3 separate regions of the Sus scrofa genome follow, and all the other regions are linked to region 2. Evidence: chromatin contacts called from public HiChIP or PLAC-seq data. All regions are on one chromosome and are shown on one strand. Each heading gives the region's core, a stretch centred on a gene start, on an enhancer-like site or on the middle of the called end of the contact. The rest is flanking DNA. Distances are from core to core; before and after follow the strand shown. Region 1 holds the start of ULK4 (serine/threonine-protein kinase ULK4). Region 2 overlaps TRAK1 (trafficking kinesin-binding protein 1). Region 3 holds the start of TRAK1 (trafficking kinesin-binding protein 1).

Evidence for each region. HiChIP or PLAC-seq counts read pairs in DNA pulled down with a chosen protein or histone mark.
Region 1: a contact with region 2 is called in an H3K27ac HiChIP or PLAC-seq map of skeletal muscle, with 6 times the contacts expected there. The contact joins the promoter of ULK4 here to the enhancer-like site in region 2. A contact is called at or near these places in 1 of 5 promoter capture datasets (liver), 3 of 47 Hi-C or Micro-C datasets (embryonic fibroblasts, epiblast stem cells and skeletal muscle) and 2 of 2 datasets of contacts at active chromatin or transcription factors (alveolar macrophages and skeletal muscle).
Region 3: a contact with region 2 is called in an H3K27ac HiChIP or PLAC-seq map of skeletal muscle, with 6 times the contacts expected there. The contact joins the promoter of TRAK1 here to the enhancer-like site in region 2. A contact is called at or near these places in 1 of 5 promoter capture datasets (fetal liver), 7 of 47 Hi-C or Micro-C datasets (embryonic fibroblasts, fetal heart ventricle, heart right ventricle and 2 more) and 2 of 2 datasets of contacts at active chromatin or transcription factors (alveolar macrophages and skeletal muscle).

Annotation. Positions count from the first base shown.
Region 1 is chr13:25,749,922-25,754,412 of Sscrofa11.1, reverse strand. It overlaps ULK4 (serine/threonine-protein kinase ULK4), which reads left to right and starts at 2,948. Exons shown (of 38, transcript XR_002337917.1): 1 at 2,948-3,138.
Region 2 is chr13:25,911,316-25,915,681 of Sscrofa11.1, reverse strand. It overlaps TRAK1 (trafficking kinesin-binding protein 1), which reads right to left. Exons shown (of 17, transcript XM_021071690.1): 13 at 3,189-3,425; 14 at 1,616-1,932. Among named protein-coding and RNA genes, the nearest start is that of CCK, 32 kb to the left of the region's middle. Within about 2 kb of position 1,986, at least 15 of the 83 cell types and tissues checked have an H3K27ac peak or open chromatin away from gene starts, as enhancers often do. A contact at or near this core is called in retroperitoneal adipose tissue and skeletal muscle, where this site is marked.
Region 3 is chr13:25,771,068-25,775,654 of Sscrofa11.1, reverse strand. TRAK1 (trafficking kinesin-binding protein 1) reads right to left here and starts at 2,310. Exons shown (of 17, transcript XM_021071690.1): 1 at 2,139-2,310.

The DNA.
Region 1 (4,491 bases), core at 1,699-4,198, 160 kb after region 2:
GTGAGGACAGTTACAGCCTTTCCCAAGTGTCCTGGTTTGGCTTCCTTCTACGTAGAAGTAGAGCATCTTTCTCAGGTCCCCCAGTTATCCCAAGAATGTGGGACCTTCTTCAGCACAGGTGTTGCATATTTAGCCGGTTTTAAAGAACTAGGTGTTTACCTGGATTTAAATCTCTTCTATCTTTCCTTTTTTATTTTATTTTATTTTATTTTATTTTTTAGGGCTATACTTGTGGCATATGGAGGTTCCCAGGCTAAGGGTCTAATCGGAGCTGTAGCTACCAGTCTACACCACAGCCACAGCAATGCCAGATCCTTAACCCACTGAGCAAGGCCAGGGATCGAACCCAAAACCTTGTAGTTCCTAGTCGGATTTGTCTCTACTGAGCCATAAGGGGAACTCTAAACTCTTCTATCTTTAAAAGCTGTGACCTCCAAGTGAAGTGGCAAAGGAAGTTTCTCTGCTGAGCTTCTACTTGAAAGCTTCCCCAGACCAAACAGACCAAGAGAGCTGAGTGTTTGTCCTGAAGCATATCCATTCCTGCAGAGCCAGTCATTGAATGGGGGTAAGGCTGGTTTTTTTGGAGGGAACATGCAAAGGAATCTGCCTATGAACTCATGGTGTTTACAACCACAGAGCTCTTCACAGCATGTTGAAGACCTAGGGAATGCATTTCTTTCAGGACTAGTTAAGATTTTTCCTGACTAAATGATTTGTTTTTACTTTGTAGCCAGTAGAAGATTTAAGGGTTATGCTTTTCTACTAGCAGCTAGAATATACAAAGCCCATTTCAGGGCCCACCCTGAGCACTTGCATTTCTTCTGTCTTCAAAATATGTATTTTTGGAGTTCCTGTCATGGCACAGCGGAAACAAATCTGACTAGGAATCATGAAGTTGTGGGTTTGATCCCTGGCCTCACTCAGTGGGTTAAGGATGCGGCGTTGCTGTGAGCTGTGGTGTAGGCTGGCAGTTGTAGCTCCGATTAGACCCCTAGCCTGGGAACCTCCATATGCCATGGGTATGGCCCTATAACAACAAAAAAAGACCAAAAAAAAAAAAAAAAAAAGAAAAGAAAGAAAGAAAAACCCCACCAAAATATGTATTTTGTTGTTGTTCTAAATTCCCTAGGATCCAAGCTAATCTTAATTTGTTTCCTTCCCAATTTTTTTTTGCTAACTTTACATGTATTATTATTTTGTATGCTCCTTTGAATGAAGGTAACAATAAAAGATGTTTTTCCTCCTCTGCAAGTCTAACATAGTGCTTTGTCCAAAGGAACTTTCTGTGTGACTGAATGAAGAGATTCTTGACCTAGATTATGATAATATAGACATGAGGAAGAGGTCACTTGCATAACTCAGGTTTTGGTATCGAATCCTTCAAGTCAGATTCATTATTATCAACTATAACGAGAAGGAATTATCTAAAATTGAGGTGACGTTTACCCTGAAAGTGCTCAGGAACTGAAGCAATTCAAAACATGTTTGAGTTCTGCCCTGTTTAAGAGCCTAAACAGCATTTAGCTGGTTTTTATTTTTTGACATTGAACTAATAATGCCTGCTGAGGTCCAACTTTTGGTCCAGTAGTGGTTAATGAGCTGGGTCCATGTACTTTCTAGCTTGTGTTTATGATATTGTCTCAAAATTGTCTCTAGCAGGAGTTCTTAAACTTTGCTGGATCATTGGTACCTTTGAGAATCTGATCAAACCATGGATTCCCATCCAGAAAAATGCACATGCACACATTTTAGCTCTCTTGACAGGAACATGTGTTCTCTGGAGGCATCCAAAAAATGTAGGCTAAGAAGCACCAGGATTTGATATTGTTTCTGACATTAATGCTAAGGCTATCAAGCTTGGAATAAACTAGTTCCAATTTCATTTTAAGTCTTGATTAATTAGGAATTGTTCCATGAGGATTTTTTCCCACATCAAATCTATTAAATTGACAATAACGGCTAATAAGATTCCTGAGAAGGAAAGTAAATAGGAGAGGTAATAACCTGCCATTAGAGAGGCAGAGTTCCTCCAGGTAGGTTTTCAAACGCGGTCCCTTATGGCAAGATCCACATCACCTGTTAACTTGATAGAAATGCAAAATTTAGGGCCTCATCCAGATCTACAGAATCGAACATTCTGTGGGTAGGTGTGGAGCTTGTTTTAACCAGCACTGCAGCTGATTCTGATGCTAAAGTTGAGAAACACTGCGCTAACTCTAGTGGAAGGAAAGGGGAGCTGGTGCTAACGTGCCTGGCAGTTGCTATTTGAGGGCGTGGATCTTTGAAAGTCCTAAGCAACTAAATTGAGATCAGAGGATCTGATCTATTTTTTTTTCATGTACAAGAAGGAAGATAATCCACAGCCTACTCCTTTCTAAAGAGTGAGGAGACATTTGTTACCCACATTATGTCGCCGCGTCCATCTGAGCTCCAGAGGGCATAAGAAAAACGATGGAAGGAAACGGAGGACAGTGGGAGCAGGAAAAATGACGAGGGCCCAGGACTGCATTGCCACCAACTATGCAACTACTGCCCACGAAAGTCCCCTCGATCCACCCAAACTCCAGTCCCACCCCCGTCAGGGTGGACCAACTCTCGGTCCCAGCCACCCAATTCCGTGCCGCAGCCACCAGTAACCAAAAGCAGCCCTAGCGCTCCTTCCACGGTTGAGTGCTGCCCAGGAGACGTGATGGGCCAATCCAAACGCGGAGGTGGGTGGAACTCGCAAGGCCAGAGGCCACGCTCTGAGCCGGGTTTCCCCAAGCATTTTCTACCGCAATTTAGGGTCGGTCGGTGGACTAGCCCTAACGCAGGGAGCAAGGCCGTTGTTGTTGAGGGAGGTGCCTAGCGGCTTCATTTCCAGACTCCAGCCAATAGGAACTGATACTGATCAGCCAATCAGCAGCCAGCGCTCCTTCCGGCGTTCTGCGTGCTGCCCTGGAGACGTGCAGGCCTAATCCAAATGCGAAGGGGTGATGGACCTGTAAGGTTTCACGCTGTTTCTGCGCGTCCCGCCTTGCTCCATTACTTCGTCCCTGGCTTTGACCAGTGGACTCGTCCTGAGGGGTGGGGGCTAAGACGCGCGCACTCGCTGCAGCGGTCTGGTGGACCTGCGGCTTCTCCCCACCTGGTGAGCAGGTGAGTGGCAGTGGAGGCTTTAGGGGCGCTGAATCTGGGTTCCGGTCTCTCTTAGCGTTCGCTGGAGCGATTACAGATCTGTAGGGGAGCCGTCCAGCTACCGTCCCCCTCTGGGCGGACCCTGTGCACCCCCCCACCCCCCCTCTCTTCGGGCTCTGCTTTGTGCTGTATTAAACTCTACACAACTTTTTGTTCAGGGTACACGGGACACCCCTTGTTTCGCGAGTTGCGCTGTACAGACGCCCGAGTTCGCAGTTTAAAACTTGGGCTCTTAAAACTCAGGCTTAGCTTCCCGGGTGTCGGTGGACTTGGAGAAGGCACTGAAAGCAGCCCGTTTGCTGGCGGCGAGCTACTTGGGGTTGGGGAGGAGGGAGTGTTTACGTAGCGACTTAGAGCCTGCACTTTCGAGGTCCCCGAGCTCAAAGCCTGCAGTTGATTCGGTCGGTGAAGTGCGGAGGGGGAGCACCTGTTGAGTGCTTAGCGTAGTGCCTGCCACCTTTTGTGTCCTCGGGTAAGGTTGACTTGGCCTGCGGTTTTCGAAGATAGCTGCGCAACGAGAGGGCGAGTTAAAACACGGATTGCTCGGCCCCGCTTCTAGAGTTTCCGATTCAGTAGGTCTGGGCCCGGGCCAAGAATTTGCATTTCTGCCAAGTTCCTGAGCGCTGCTGATGCCGCTAGTGTGGGAGTTAATGATCTGAAGGAAAAGGGTTCCAATTTTTATCAACGTGCCCCTACCACCTAGTCTGTTTCAGAGTTCGTTGAGAGTAGGTCATGGCCCCTGAATCTTAAATACCTCAATTTCTCAAATACGTTATTTTTCTGACTTCTGTCTTCTCAGATGGTACATATATACCTAGGTGAATTTATAGATTAAAAGAGACGTTTTATTTTACAGTTTAAGAGGTTACAGATTTTAAAAAACGCTTCTTAGGAAGTTTCAGTTGAGGAACATTTGAGGATTGAGTCAAAAAGAATCTCAAAGGTCATGGGGATTTCAAATTTGAAAGACAACTTAGAAGATCATCTGATCCAATTCTTTGTTTTACTCTAAAAAAATTGGGCCCTCACAGAGGGGACCTGCTGATGGTAATAAACCCACCCTTGTCAAAGCCACTTTGTTAATTGATGTATTATGTTAATTTCAGGATGAGTGCTTTGCTCAGGTGCTTCTATTTAGTAAGAGATTGAGGAAATGAATTTGATCTGACTCAAATTTAAAATTTTAAGGTTTTTTTTTTCCCTTATAGCCTAAAACGTTGTTTTTGAGGAATCAGTTATTCTTACATAAAAACTTTATATTCACCATTTTATCATGTTGTGTCCTCATTTGTAAACATTTGCCTAAGTTTTCTG
Region 2 (4,366 bases), core at 737-3,236:
TTTTGCAAATCTAATAGGATTCCCTCTTGCTCTATTAATTTATCACAATAATACTGATATCTAAGTCACCAGATTAAGAGAGAAAAAGATGAATTGGTCAAAATAATAAAAAAAAACTCTTCCTATAATATTTTGGAAAATGAATCTAAGAACATATTCTTAGATGATCTAATGAAACACAAAGTAAAATATAGAAAGCAGACAAGATAGAGATGCTAAATTCCAATGACCTTACAGAGACAAAGGAGAAAAAAAGAAAAGAAAGGCAAAAAGTAAAATTGCAGAAATGGAAGATTTTATTGAAAGAAAAACAGACATAATTGTGGATCAGAAAACAATCACCAAGCTTACAACTGAATAAACAATTAAAGAAAGGATGAGCCATCCCTTTTCTGAAATCTAAGAAGTACCTAAATTATACAATTAAAAAGTAATCATGAAAAAAGGTCCACCTTCTTCCTTCCTTTGGAGAATATGGCACCCAGCATTTCTTGGGTCTTTAACAAATACAGACTCATCTTACAGCACATATCCTAACACGGATACTGCCCCCCCCAGAATTGAAACCTGGTTATTTTGGGGTGAATAACTGGACTCTTTTTAGGCACAGATACACATACAATACATAAACAGTGTATCTGTTGGCATTAAATTTTCTGGGAGGAGGGATTAGGAATTAATGTCTAAAACGGCTTCTAAAAGGAGCCCCCCCCAAAAAAAAAGTTGAGAAATACTGCCTTGTAGAATTTCTGATTTGGCTTTGCCTTAGATATGTAATACAGAATTCTGAAATACTTTTTAAACGCTCACAGATTTCCAAACTATAGGAAGAAAAAAAATGAAAATTATAAACACTTGGAGGCTCTCGTTAGAGTGGTGGTAAATGAAAGACATTTTATAATGTCTAAAGCCAGAAGAAAGAAAGAAAAAAGCTGAGTCTTTCCAGAGTTTAATCACATAGGGTGTCCCTGAATACTAAAAGCTGAAAAATTGCCCCTGGTAAAGGTAAGCTTAAGGAGGTACACACCTCACTTTCCTCCAGAGCCACCCCCTTCCTGGCCCCGAAACTGTGAGGTCTAGAAGTCTTGCTCAGAACACACTGCAGTGAAAAAGGCCACACCCTCTTTACTTGAAGATCAACGCAGAGCTTGTGCGTCAACAAATAGCAAACCATTTTCCGTGGTGATGGAAAAACAACATTATTTGCTTTGCACCCCTTCCTCCCAGACACCGACATTTCTGAAACGTCAAAGCATTAATTCTCTACACTTAGACCCCCAGGCACGACCTAATTATCTTCAGGGGACGTTAGGAGCGCCTCTGCCTTCCCAAAAGATTTGTTCTAAATGCACTAGGAAACCGACGCCAACACATTTTCTTTTCTCTGGCTTAGTTGACGAAGGTTAGTCCCAGCTGCCGTAAGTACATTTCCAAACCTGCACCGGGAGAGGTGGAGGTCCGGACGCTCAGAGGAACTCAAACCAGCAGCGCGGGTGGCTATCTCGGAAGAAAAAGGAGTAGGCGTTACAGAGGTTGCCCGTTTTCCGGTGGTGGATCAGGGACCACAGGGAGTCGCTGAGGAGGGCAGAGAGGGGTCGAGGACCCCTGTGATCACCTTCCAGCGGCTTGACGATCTGCAGCTTCTCGGGCAGGTAGGAGCGGCTGCTGAATGACATGCCAGAGAAGCCGGTGAACTCGGAGAACCGCGAGTGGGTGCCGAGGGACATGATGCTCTCGGTGGGCGTCAGGGAGCCGCTGAGCAGCTCGCCCTTCTCCGCCAGCTCCCTGAGCTTCCGCTCCTGCTCCTCCTCGAAGAACCTCCTCTCCGAGAGGTAGTTCTCCCGGCGGAGGGACAGCCTTCGCAGCGCCGTCTCCAGATCGTGGGACCCTGGCGTTCCTGGCGTGCCTGGCTTCTTACTCCGCTCCCCGTTTCTGGAAGGAGGAAAAACAGGGGGTGAGCTCGGAGCAGCCACCAGGGGGCGCCAGACAACTACGGCCTCGCCGCCTAAGGGACACGGCTCTTAAGGAAACCAAGGGAAACCGCTGACACTTAGGCAAAAATGGGGAAACGAATGCCTGCCCAGAAGAACAATTCTCTTTGGGGCTTTTCTTTTCTTTTCTTTTTCTTTTTTTCTCTTTTTCAGGGAGGAGAGGAGAGAGTACTAAGCTGGAAGGAAAATTTGCACATACTACATAAAATCCAGCCTTTACAAACATTTCCCTCACGATGACTTAGGAAGAAACCTCGTTCAGGCTGCAGGTCCTGGTTAACAGGAGGACAGCTGGCTCAAGGGATGAACCTCTTTCTTCTTGATTTTAAGGAGCTGAGATCTCAGAAAGAGTTCTGCTCCGAACTAGTGGTTACCAGTGGAGAGAGGGGAGGGGGAGGGGGAGCATCGGGGGAGGGGATCAAGAGGTTAAAAACTATTAGATATAAAATAAGCTAAACGGTATATTGTACAACACTGGGAATATAGCCAATATTTTATAATATCTATAAATGGAGGTATAACCTTTAAAAAATTGCGAACCACTATATTGTACACTTGTAACCTATGTAATATTGTACAACAACTATAATTCAATAAAAAAAAATAATAAAGTCCAACCCCTCCCCAAGTTCTGATCAAGTAGTTTCCAACTGTCTGACCCCTCGGTCAGAAAAACCAATTTTGTTAAGTCATAGGAAAAGGATGGACAATAGGGTGGGGTTGGGGAAACTGCAGGGCTTCAGGACGAAAAGGGACAGACTACTGTTGAGGAGGATCCACCCCCCCAACACACAGTGTGACAGGCACCTGCCAGGCACCCTCCACCCCACCTTCTGAAACAAATCAGATTCTGGTCATGAGACAGAGCCTGAGTGCTCCTTAGCGTTTCAGAATCTGAGCTACAAATGTCTAGTCTGTAGCCTAACAGATAAAGCTTAACAGAAAAACATACTCATTTATCCTCCCCTCCAGCGTTTTACAGAAAAGCTGACATCCTGTTTTACTCTTTGCTGTGGTGAACACAGCAGTATCAAGGATAAGCATAAGCTCAGCAGGCTGGGACAACAGATTTGAGAACTGAAAGGGCTACACTTCTCAGGTGACTCTTATCAGCTTCCCTCGCCTCATTACTGAAGCTGTGCTCAATCCCCCTACCTGTCCCCACAACAGAAAGATAAAAGCCTCTGGCTGGCTCACCCCAGGTCAGCTGACTCTGCTTCCAGGATGATGCTGTTGGTCTTGTTGTCCAGAACGACGTTGCCGACATCGCTGCCGTAGAAGCTGGACCGGGGAGTGCTGACACAGCTAGACAGGAGGGAGTTCATGGCCGAGGACTGGTTGGAGCCGGGGATGTTCATAGGGGATGGGGTAAGAGACCTCTGCTTGACGACCTGATTGATGTTTCTCACAGTTTCAAAGACTCGCTTCTGATGACTGGGGAGAATATACAACATCATCCATGACTAAGCAGATACCAGAATGACCTTGGAGTTCAACCCTCCAAACACTATCCACTGAAGAGCCAGTTGGCAGCTGGCCCGCCATGACCCCCAAGCAACCCACCAGCTGTGCCTTCCATGTGTTTCTTAGGGTGTTGGTTAGAATTCAAGAGATGCAACACCCACAGAATTCAGGGCTCCCTGACATGGTTGTGTCCTGAAAGTGATGCTCGCAAGAATAATGCCGTGTCCTACTTCCCTTAAATTTGACCTACAAATAAAGATATGTAATAGGAACTTTTGTCTCCCAGCTAGTTTTCTTCTCTCATGATAACCTCTAGAGTGCAAATTCTGGGAGGGCAGGGTCCACTGCTCAGCCTATAACTGGGCTCAATAAGTTTTTGTAGGATGAGTCTTTGTTGACCATTCATATATATACTACAAAAGTAAGACTTAGTCTTAAGCTTCTATAATGAGATGATAAACATCAGATTAGTCTTTTTGTTTTTATTTACTTATTTATTTTATTTTATTTTTTGTCTTTTTAGGGTCACACTCTTGGCATATGGAGGTTCCCAGGCGAGGGGTTGAATTGGAACTGTAGCCACCGGCCTACGCCACAGCCATAGCAACACCAGATCTGAGCTGCGTCTGCAACCTACACCACAGCTCACGGCAATGCCAGATCCATAACCCACTGAGCGAGGCCAGGGATCGAACCTGTGTCCTCATGGACATAGTCAAGATTCATTTCCAGGAATTCCCATCATGGCGCAGTGAAAACGAATCTGAGTAAGAACCATGAGGTTGCGGTTTCGATCCCTGTCCTAGCTCAGTGGGTTAAGGATCCAGCATTGCCATGAGCTGTGGTGTAGGTGGCAGACGCGGCTCGGATCCCCTGTTGCTGTGGCTGTGGTGTAGGCCAACAGCCATAGC
Region 3 (4,587 bases), core at 1,061-3,560, 140 kb after region 2:
TGAGCAACAGAGCCAGAGCGGAGGCACCCTCTTTGGAGAGCTAGGGATGGGAAACCAAATCCCACAGGTCCCCAGGGCATCAAACAGGAAATGGCTGGTGCTGGGGCCAAGCTGAAATCCAACTCCTGCCAAACCTGCTGCGCATAGACATGGGCTTTCTAATCCAGCACAGCATCTCCAAGCCCATCTCAGTGTTCCTGGTAGCTCAAGCCGCAATTGTCTAGGCACCTCTGTGATAAAGCTGGGGCCAGAGATCAAAGGGCACACGAGTGCGAGCTTTCCAAATCAAGAGAGAGAGGAAGGTTCCATCCGTCACTCCAGGCCCAATTCTGAACCTGCCAGCCAACCTGTCATCCTTTATTGGGACTTGGGACACCCTCCCTGCCACAGACTGCCCAGCAGTGTGGCCACCTCCCTCTCTGCTGCTCTTGCATCTGGAAACTGGAAGGACCCTGTTCCTAGCTTGTTTCCCTGGGGTGTATGTGTCCCCACCACCGATAACCAAAAGATGCTCCAGCAAAAGGCACCCACCTACCTTCACACTTGCACTGACAACATTCACACACTTGTTTGAAGCAAAGTTCTGGTGAAGCATATCAGAAAAAAAAATTTTTTTTTTTAATCAGAGGCCTAGACACATACTCAGAAGGTGCTCAAAGTGGACGCTAATTTCAGTTTCTGAACAAGTGCAGCCAAAGGTTCTAAAACACTTAGGCTTGGGTAGGTGGCATCCAGCCCCAGCCTCAACAGCAGGCTTTTGACTGCTGCTTCCCTAAACACAACGTAACAAAAGAAGCAACACATTTCACTAAGTTTGTTACCTGCAGGAGGCTGACCTTGGAGATTCGAAAAGAATTGAAAAAAACTCAGGTCAAAACAAAAAAGTGACGAAGCGAACTTGTTAACTTTCAGGATGGAAAGGAGGGGTCCTGAAAGCCATTTGTCTCGTCCCAAACACTCTCAGAAGATGTAATTTACATTCATTTTGCGGGTGAGTGGGAATCTGGGTGCGCTCGCACTCTGGCCTTGCTCAGCTCTGGGCTCTTTGAAGGTCGCCTCACTGTCACTTCGGAGTGCCGGAGCCCAGAATCCAGGCCACGCGGCGTGACCAACACGGTACACAATGGGCACCAGGTGCGGCCGATGCGGGAGGAGTGCTGCCCTAGCAGGATCTCCGCGCCCGGCCCTTCCCGCCGCCACCACATCAAGCACCGACACTCTTAGAACACTCGTGTCCTTCTCCACCCATCCCCGGGGCCGATGCGCCGGAACAAGTCAGCGGTCCACGGGCTTACCCTCTAGAGGCGCGCGGAGTGCAGCCCCGTAGCAGGCGCGGCCCCGGGAGCCTCCGGCGCAGGGCTGCCCGGGCGATCGACACTCCTGGCTGCCTCCTCCTCGGTGTCCTCGGCCCGGCCCGGGCCGCCCGGCGGCTCTGGTTCCCTCCACAGCAGGCGGCCGGGCGGCACCAGGGCGCACACGGCGGGCTGGGCTTTGGCGTCTCCTCCTCCTGATGCTGCCCGGCCGCCGACTTCGCGCTCCCAGCTAGAGATCCGGGGTTCCGGGACGCGGGGGTCGTCGGGGCGCTCGGGCTCCCGCGCGCTCCCTCCCGTGCCGCCCTCCCGCGCGCGGCCCCTCTCCCGGGGCGCCTGGCTCACAGCGCGCAGCGATCAGGGGCTTGGGGTGCACGGGGGCGGCGGCCGGGTGGGCCCGGGGGCGGCGGGCGGGGGCGCTGCTGCGGACCGGGGTACTGAAGCGGGCGCCGCTGCGCGGCCTCTCGCCATGGCTCTCAGCGGGCGGGCGCTTCGCACCTCCCCTCCGCGCTGCCGTCACCAACCGACGCGCGTCTAGCCCTCCCCTTCCCCGGCCCCGCCCGCAGGCCAGCGCCGCCACCTGCGGGTGGCCCTCCAGGACGCCCGCCGGGAGTGTGCCCCAGCCTTCCGGAGCCGCGCCCCTCCTACCTCTCCGGTCGCGGCAGGTGGCCCGCTCCAGAGCCTTTACCCGATCTAGGCCTGGAGAAGCCCCTGGAAAAATACCTGGTTCGTGACAAGCTATCGCACTCCACCACCCGCGCCCCAAACGAGAGCTTATATACTTCTAGCCCGTCTCGATGTCAGTCCAGCCAGTCTTAGGGAACTCACGCGGATACTTTGCCACGAACGCAGTGTAAGTCCAGGCGTTCCGTTCCTGCAGGCCAGGCCGTCCCCTAGGAAGGCAACCCTTAGACTTAAGCCGGGGTGGAACTGAGCCAGGAGATGAGGGGAATATGGATGAGCAGTCTGAACAAAATGCCACCAAAGAGGGAGGGGGACAGAGGTGTGGGGGATCAGGAAATGATCCAGGAAGTAAGTGCTCACAGGCTACTTACTCTATTATGCAAATCACCGCTGGACGGTTTAACTGGGAACACATGACCTCATTTCCAGTTGAGGCTGCTGAGTCTACAGCGTTGACCTCGTCCCTGCCCAAAGGTCACAGAGGACATTGGGAAGACCTGGAGAAGACGCAGACCAGAACCGAAGACCCAAGGAAACCAAACCTGAGAAAACCTGATTTCCAGTACCCCAAGACTTGAAGAGACAAAAGTACACAGTAAAGATTGGTTCAGGCAAGAATCATCAATGGATGCTAACCCTAGGGAGGATTTATTGGGGGAGCAGGTATTTGCCTGGGTTAATGTGTCTCCCTATAGTTGGTTTAGGCTTATTAGTAGAAAGAGAAATATTTAATATACAAAGGGGCAGAGGGACAGCACCTTGACCTGCAGCAAAATCCACATCATCAGTAAAAGCAGGTCATGCTGGGAGAACACATCACCTATGCAGTATTTCCAGGGAAAATGTATAACCCGAATCTAAGGATAATGAAACCCCAGGCAAACCCCAAATGAGGAAATATCTATTAAAAATGGGCAACGGCTGTATTCTTCAAGAATGTCAATGTCGCAGAAGAAGGCTTGGGAAATGTTCCAGATTAAAGAGTGCTAAAAAGTCATAACAACTCAGTGTGATACCTGGTCCTAACCTGGATTCTGGAGGAGGTGGGGAGAAGGATGCTATAAAGGACATTCTAATGGATAAAATTGGAATCGGAATCCTGATAGTTGATTAAAGTTTTAAATCAATGTTAGATTTGCTGATGCTGATGACTTGTACTGTGGTCATGTACAAGAATATCCCTATTCTTGGAAATACACAGTGAAGTATTGTAAAGAGGAAAAGAGGCATGATGTATGCAACCTGTCTTCAGGCCATTCAGGAAAAAATATGCTGCTAAGGAAAAAACGATAAAGTAAATGGGCAACATGTTAACACTTAGTGAATCTGGTTGTAGGATGTATTGGAACATTTCTGTAAGTTTGAAATTATTTCCAAATAAAAGGATTTTGAAAAGTCACCAAGTAGGGGATGAGGTGAGATGGGAGGAAGGCAAGAAGTGGTATAAATGGACAACACAGGTCTATTTCTGCTTTTAGTACTTGTGACTTTAGAAACAGGTGATAAAATTCATACAGAACTTACACATAAGTACAAGTAAACCTGGGGAAATTGAGTAAGATAGGTGGATTGTATGAATGTCAATATCATAGTTGTGATACCATATTAAGTTTTGCAAAACGTTATCAGGGGAAGTTGGGCAAAGTGTATTATTAGTAAGTGTATTATTTCTCATGACTGATGTGAATCTATAATTATCTCCTTAAAGTTTCAATTACAAAAAAAAAAAAAAAAATGGTCAAGGAGTTCCCTTTGTGGTACAGTGGAAATGAATCTGACTAGTATCTATGTGGATGTGGGTTTGATCCCTGGCCTCACTCAGGTGAGCTGTGATAGAGGTCGCAGACATGGCTCGGATCCTGAGTTGTTGTGGCTGTGGCATAGGCTGGCAGCTGTAGCTCTGATTTGACCCCTAGCCTGGGAACTTCCTTATGCCAAGCATGTGGAGCTAAAAAAAAAAAAAAAAAAAAGCAACAACAACAAATGATCAAGATGACCAAGTACATGCCAGGTTCATATGTAAATGAGCATGGCTGCCTGGGAGTTAGAAGAGCAAATGTGCTGGAGCTGACTTCTAGTAGGTTTAGAGCAGGTATGGAGCTGTTCCCAACACCGAGGAGTTTTTTAAGAAGAAGAAAAAGAAGAAGGAGAAAAAAAAGACTATTTGAAGTATAACTGACAGATCAGGTTCCTTCCAGTTCTGTAATTTAAGAATGCTAGAGCTGGGGGATCCTTGAGATCATCTAGTCCAACCTTCTCATTTTCAGGAAACTGCGGGCAGAAAAGTGGTACATGACCAGAGCAGCATCAAATTAGTGGTAGACCCATAACTACAAGCCTTGTCTGCTGAATATGACCGATACGCTTTGCACCTTTACCAGCTGCCTGTCACTCTCTATATCCCTGAGATTCAGTCAAAGTTGGTACACAATTTTGAAGTCATTCATTCAGTCATTTGGAGTCGCTGACCTTGTGGGACCAGGGGCTTGACATTTGGTTTCCAGCACCAGATGACAGACTGTGTATCCCACATGTGAGGAAGAGAGGCTGATCTCCCTCTGGTGTCCCCAGCTTGGAAGAAGCAGGTGGCAGG